2 separate regions of the Mus musculus genome follow, and region 2 is linked to region 1. The links are chromatin contacts, called in public HiChIP or PLAC-seq maps. All regions are on one chromosome and are shown on one strand. The core of a region is the stretch at or near the end of the contact, and the rest is flanking DNA. Distances in the headings are between cores, read along the strand shown. Region 1 holds the start of Lypla1 (lysophospholipase 1). Region 2 holds the start of Npbwr1 (neuropeptides B/W receptor 1).

Evidence for each region. HiChIP or PLAC-seq counts read pairs in DNA pulled down with a chosen protein or histone mark.
Region 2: a contact with region 1 is called in an H3K4me3 HiChIP or PLAC-seq map of stem cell-derived neural progenitor cells, with 4 times the contacts expected there. The contact joins the promoter of Npbwr1 here to the promoter of Lypla1 in region 1. A contact is called at or near these places in 7 of 39 promoter capture datasets (the 3T3-L1 cell line, 3T3-L1-derived adipocytes, cranial neural crest and 4 more) and 2 of 115 datasets of contacts at active chromatin or transcription factors (astrocytes and stem cell-derived neural progenitor cells).

What each region holds. Positions count from the first base shown.
Region 1 is chr1:4,806,311-4,809,121 of GRCm38.p6, forward strand. Lypla1 (lysophospholipase 1) reads left to right here and starts at 1,513. Exons shown (of 9, transcript NM_008866.3): 1 at 1,513-1,672; 2 at 2,145-2,176. The coding sequence starts at 1,604.
Region 2 is chr1:5,915,983-5,918,848 of GRCm38.p6, forward strand. It overlaps Npbwr1 (neuropeptides B/W receptor 1), which reads right to left and starts at 1,416. Exons shown (of 1, transcript NM_010342.1): 1 at 1-1,416. The coding sequence starts at 1,311. The coding sequence ends at 322.

The sequences.
Region 1 (2,811 bases), core at 263-2,762:
ACAGTTTTCTATGGGTATACTGACCTAGTATGGGCTATACTGATGAATTTTCTTGTTGGTCACTTTACTCTTCTTTCTTTCTTTCTTTCTTTCTTTCTTTCTTTTCTTTTCTTTTTCTTTTCTTTTTTTTTTTTTTTTTGGCTTTTTGGTTTTTCGAGGCAGGGTTTCTCTGTGTAGCTCTGGCTGTCCTGGAACTCACTCTGTAGACCAGGCTGGCCTGGAACTCAGAAATCCACCTGCCTCTGCTGGAATTAAAAGCGTGCGCCACCACCACTGGGCTTACTTTTTCTTTTGTACAATCACATGATCTGAATAATTAACTATTTTTTTTCTAAATTTTATATTTACTTCATTCCCTTACCCAGGGAAGAAAGAAACCATTCAGAACAGAAGAAACAAGCTCATTGGAGGATGTAAAACTCCAGAAAAATTGCAGGAACTGGAGATTTTGAGATAGGAAAAGACACAGATGACAGGCACCCCAACTTGATGTATTCTTGTCCTCTCTAGTGAGATAATGGTAGCTCCTGGAATTCTACATATTTCATCATAGAGAAACTTACTTAACAGTGACTTGGATCATTTTATGTTCATAATGAGAGCTAAAGACAGTTGTGTTTTCTTTTAAAGTCACAAAGAAAAGACCTAACAGTTTGACTTAAATATAGTGGCATTGCTGGGTGTGGTGGCAAACACACTCAGGAGGTAGAGTTAGGAGTTTGAGGCCTGCCTGGTCTGCAATGTGAGTTCCAGGACAACCAAGGCTACACAGAGAAACCATGTATCGAAAAAGCAAAAAATATATAGAGGCATAAGCCTTGTGAATCACATTACTACCATTTTGGGGGAGGGTTATCAATTTAACATTTTTGAGAATGTTTAAACTTTTCAATATTTAAGGGCAAGACTGATTTAAAACCGTTTTGAATAAGACTCCAAAATCTCTCAGGACCTAGATTTTCCTGTGTAATTTAATTAAGTCTTTTAGTCTTTAAGTCTTAGTTCACAAACTCCTTTCCAGTCAAAACTGTATATTTGGTTTCCTCACTGAATTGCAGACTTCTGAAGGTCATGACATTTTGACCTTAAATGTTTGCCATGAACCGTTCCCCAGTTATACATACTATATATGCAATAAATTCAGCGCTGTGCAGAAGGGTGGCGATTTTGCCCCGTGTTCAAAACGGCTATATTTCAATGAATACCTGTCCTTTAGTTAATAACGTTGACCTGCCTGGGGAAGTGAAATCGGGAGTCACGCGTCAAGCGCGCAGGGGACCACAGCAAGAGCTCGCCCCGCCTAGCCGCGGTCCCAGCAGCGGTCCCTGCTACCTGCCGCTGGTCCAGGCACTGCGGGCGTGGATGGACAGCGAGAGGTTAGCAGCGGCCCGCACTGCTCCAGCGCGGTGCGGGAAGGCTCACTATGACGCGCACGCGCGGCCGAATCGGGGCGCGAGCTCGGGGCCGAACGCGAGGAACAGTGCAGGGCGGCGCGGGGGCGCGCACGCGCCTGAGCGCGCGCCCGGAGGGGCGGGCTGGGACTTTCGGCTGCCGGGAGCCCGAGTTCCCTTCCGCTTCCGACGCACTGTCCGCCAGCCGGTGGATGTGCGGCAACAACATGTCCGCTCCGATGCCCGCCGTTGTGCCGGCCGCCCGGAAGGCCACCGCCGCGGTGAGTGGCGGCGCCCGGGCCTGGGGCACCAGCGAGACCCAGGCCGCCGCGCGTGGATGCGTCCGCGCCGCCCCGCGGGCTCTCCGGGGTCGGGCGGGGAATCGGAGCCGGCGGGGCGCCGCCTGCCTGCCTAGCACTCTCACCCCCACCCCTGAAGCAAATTCCGAGGTCCAGTGCTGAAACAGCCGACCTGCAGCGGGAGTGTCTGTCCTGCCGCAGGAGCTCAGATTAACTTTTGCTCCCGGAAACTTTTGTGATGAAAAAAATTCGACTTTCGTGACTTGACTTTAGAGACAGCTGTCTTTTATCCGACTGTGTGAGACCTCTGAGTGCTAAAACGAAGGGGTATAGAAATTAAATAGCTTGTGGAATAGTGTTCTGTTGTAAGTTTTTAGGTCCTTCATTGGGTTTTATAACTTAACAAAATCTGTAACAGTCCAGTGTGTGCTTATTTTGTCTTATTCTCTTTTAGGTTATTTTCCTTCACGGATTGGGAGATACAGGGTAGGTGCCATTGTTAGTACCTAAGGAGATGGGGTCGTGCAGCTACTTACTGGTCAAAGGGTTGTATGCTGAAGAAGGCTGACATTGTAGGAACAAGTATTTTCTCAAGGAGATCAGCTTTTCTGCTTACAAACACCCACAATTTCCCCCTTATCTTGAGTTTCTCGTCTTTGAGATTGTCTCTGGAACATGTTAAAATTGTTAACTGCTCTTTGGATGTGAATTGGATACCAGAGGAGTGGAATGTTTGCAAAGGCAGTGTGCAGTTTTGGAGCAGGTTGAGAAAGACCGGTTGATTCTGTTGAGAGAAATAGCAATAACATGAAGCATAAGTCCCAGATCAGAGTGCAGATGATCCCTTAAAAGAGAAAAATCAAAGAAGGTGGGGCCACAGCTCAAAGATTAATTTGGTGGCTTATCAAACCCATTTTGCTTTTGTGGTTCTGGAGAAGAAACTTGAGGTCAGTGTGTGCCGTGTGGACACTTCACCAGTCCCTGACCGGACTATGCAGCACTAACTTTAGCTTAGGATTTTCTGTTATTAATCCTTGGGTTGCCTTCTGTTTAATTGAGTGATTATCTGGCTGAAACTTGTGTTGTATAAGATTGTCAAACTTTTACAATGAAACTGGGGA
Region 2 (2,866 bases), core at 166-2,665, 1.1 Mb after region 1:
AATCACGTTCCAACAACACTGCCCCACCATTTACCCTACGTTCAGGTGTCAAGCCCTGCCCTCAGCTGTGGGGACAAAATAGTAAGGTGCCCTGGCCCAAGCTGTCCTCAGGCATGCTACACACCAGCCTCACCTCAAGGCCGGGCAAATCCCGGATCAGTCCTGGTTAGGGCCTGTGGTATCAGTCCTGGGTAGGGCCTGTGGTACTGAATGCCTGGAATGGGCCTCAGGATTTCGGGCTGCACTTGGGAACCACAGTCCCGGAATTCTCCTGAACCCAGCTGGCAGTGCTGCCTGCGGTGGAAAGAGGTGGAAAGGGCATCAGGCTGAACGGCATGACACCAATTGCCGGAGGCTTCTGCGGAAGCTGTCGTCCAGGAAGGCATAGAGGAAAGGGTTGAGGCAGCTGTTAGCATAGCTCAGGCTGGTGATGAAGTAAGAGATGCCGATGACCAGCGGCGTTTGCGGGAGGTCGGTGGTGAGGGCCACTATGGTACTCAGGTGATAAGGCGTCCAGCAGAGGAGGCACACAGCCAGAATCGCCGCCACCAACAAGGTCACGCGCTTCTTGGCACGATCCAGGGCCTTGGCGTGGCTATCTAGCTGGATAGCACGCAGTCGGCAGAGCAGAGTGGTATAGAGAGCACAGATGGTGGTCACCGGGATGGCAAAGCCCAATACTAGTGTGTAGAGACGGCTGGCACGCCACCAGAAGGCCTCGGGCTGCGGGAAGACCAGCACGCACTGGCGCCGACCCTGCTCCTCGTCCAGCCGAGCGAATACCGCAAAGGGCAGCACGACCAGCGTCACCAGCGCCCACACCGCCAGACTGACAGCACGCGCTGCACCGTAAGTGCGCCCGGACACCCGGCGCGACTCTGCTGTGGCCAGAACCACCAGGTATCGGTCGGCGCTCATGACGGCGAGGAAGTAGAGGCTAGAGAAAGTGTTGTACTGGTCGACGGCTACAATGAGCTTGCACATGACCTCCCCGAAGGGCCAGCGCCTCAGCAGGAAGTCCGCGATGTTGATGGGCAGCACGAGGGTGAAGAGCTCATCGGCGATAGCCAGGTTGAGGATGAACACGTTGGTGACAGTCTTCATGCGCGGCGTGCGCAGCAGTACGTACAGCACCGCAGAGTTGCCAGCCAGTCCCACGGCGCAAATTACCCCGTAGACGACAGGCACTGCTACCGCCAGTGGCTGCGGCAGCGGCAGAGGAGCCAGGCTGGACCCGTTGGGACAGCCCAAAGATGAGCCGCCGCAAGACACGTTGTCCCCTCCAGACTCGAAAAGCGTTAAGTTATGCATCTTGGAGAGGGCTGGAGAGCAGGCGACCACCAGGATTCCACTCAGCAGCCCCGCGAAACTCGAGGTTTATGCGCCCACGTTTACAGGGATCTGCACCCAGGCACTGCCTGAGTGTCACAGCTTTTCTCTGGATGCGCACCGGAGGGGGCGTTCCCCGCTGCTACTAAGCTCGCTGACGCCGGGACTCCAAGGCTGGAGACAGAATTGAAAACACAGCTTACATTTCTGGAGGTATAGCTTTAAGGAGAAATGAGGTCCATAGAAAGTAGCTACAGTGTCCCAAGCTCTTCTCTCCACCTGTGGAAATCAGATTCCAGTCCACTGAATACATCAAAGTGCTATGCAGAAGCCACTTGACTCCTAGGAAACCGTAAATGCACCCAATCCCCTGTTTTAGAGCTTAAGGAATTCACACTGAGGTCACACCGGCGAATTCAGCAGAGGTGTGTTTCCGAGCACGCTAGATAATAGGACTTGCAACAGCAATCTTTATCTTACCTGGCGAGTCCCAGCAAAGATCTGAGTTTCCTGGGGAGGTCAGGGAGGAACCCACTGTCTGCTGGAGGACGCTGCAGCAGCAATGAGATGCCTGCCAGCCTAGTCTGTCTCCTGTTGTCTGCCCAGAGACTACTGCTGGACTCTCCAGGAGTTCTCCCAAGAACCTGAAGTACAGGAAGCGCGGCTCAGTCAACCTGTCACCCTTTCCCACTCCACTCCTAGAAAAATCCTCTGATCTAACAGAAAACAGCGCCCCCTTCCTCAAAAGACTTCTTTGCTGCCTTCCTGCTGTTTTAATTCAGTTCATCTGGAATTATAAAAAGCTCACCTGTCAGAAACTAAAACTAAGAATGACAAAGTTAAAAAAAATAATATCCTGTTTTTGAAGAACAGTTGGAGATGAGGTTCCCATAACATGTTTTATTTCTTTATTATATGTATCATTATTTAAATCAATGTTAAAATTAAATTTATTTTGATCGTAGTCTTCCCCTACCCCAAGTCGTCTAGATCCTCTCTCTACCCACCCAACTTTAAGCTCTTTCTCAAAACAAACAAGAACAAAACCAAACACAACAAAAACTCCCAAATCCAAGAAAATAAAATAAAGAAACACCTAAACAGAGAGAGAAAAAAACCCACTAAACTGTAATCAAATAAAACCATAAACATACAAAAGCAAAACTGTGGAGATCATTAAATGTTGATCAACTATTCTTGAACATGAGTCCTGCCCTGGAAGAGTTGATAAATCCAATATCACTGTATTGGAGAAAACTAATTCCCCCTTTTACAGCAGGTATAATTGACAATTTAGTTGTTAACCCTTCCTCTAGTGACTGGGTTTTCATTAGTGCATTCATATTCATTTTAGAAAATATAACAAAACAAAATATAAAGCAAAAACTGTCACATTAAAGTTGGACAGGATGAATCAATAGAAGGAAACAAATCCAAGAGAAGGATTTAGAGACTCTCTCATTTGCACACCCAGAAATCGCACAAAAACACTAATCTAGAAGCTAGAATATATTTGATGAGGACATGGTACAAACCT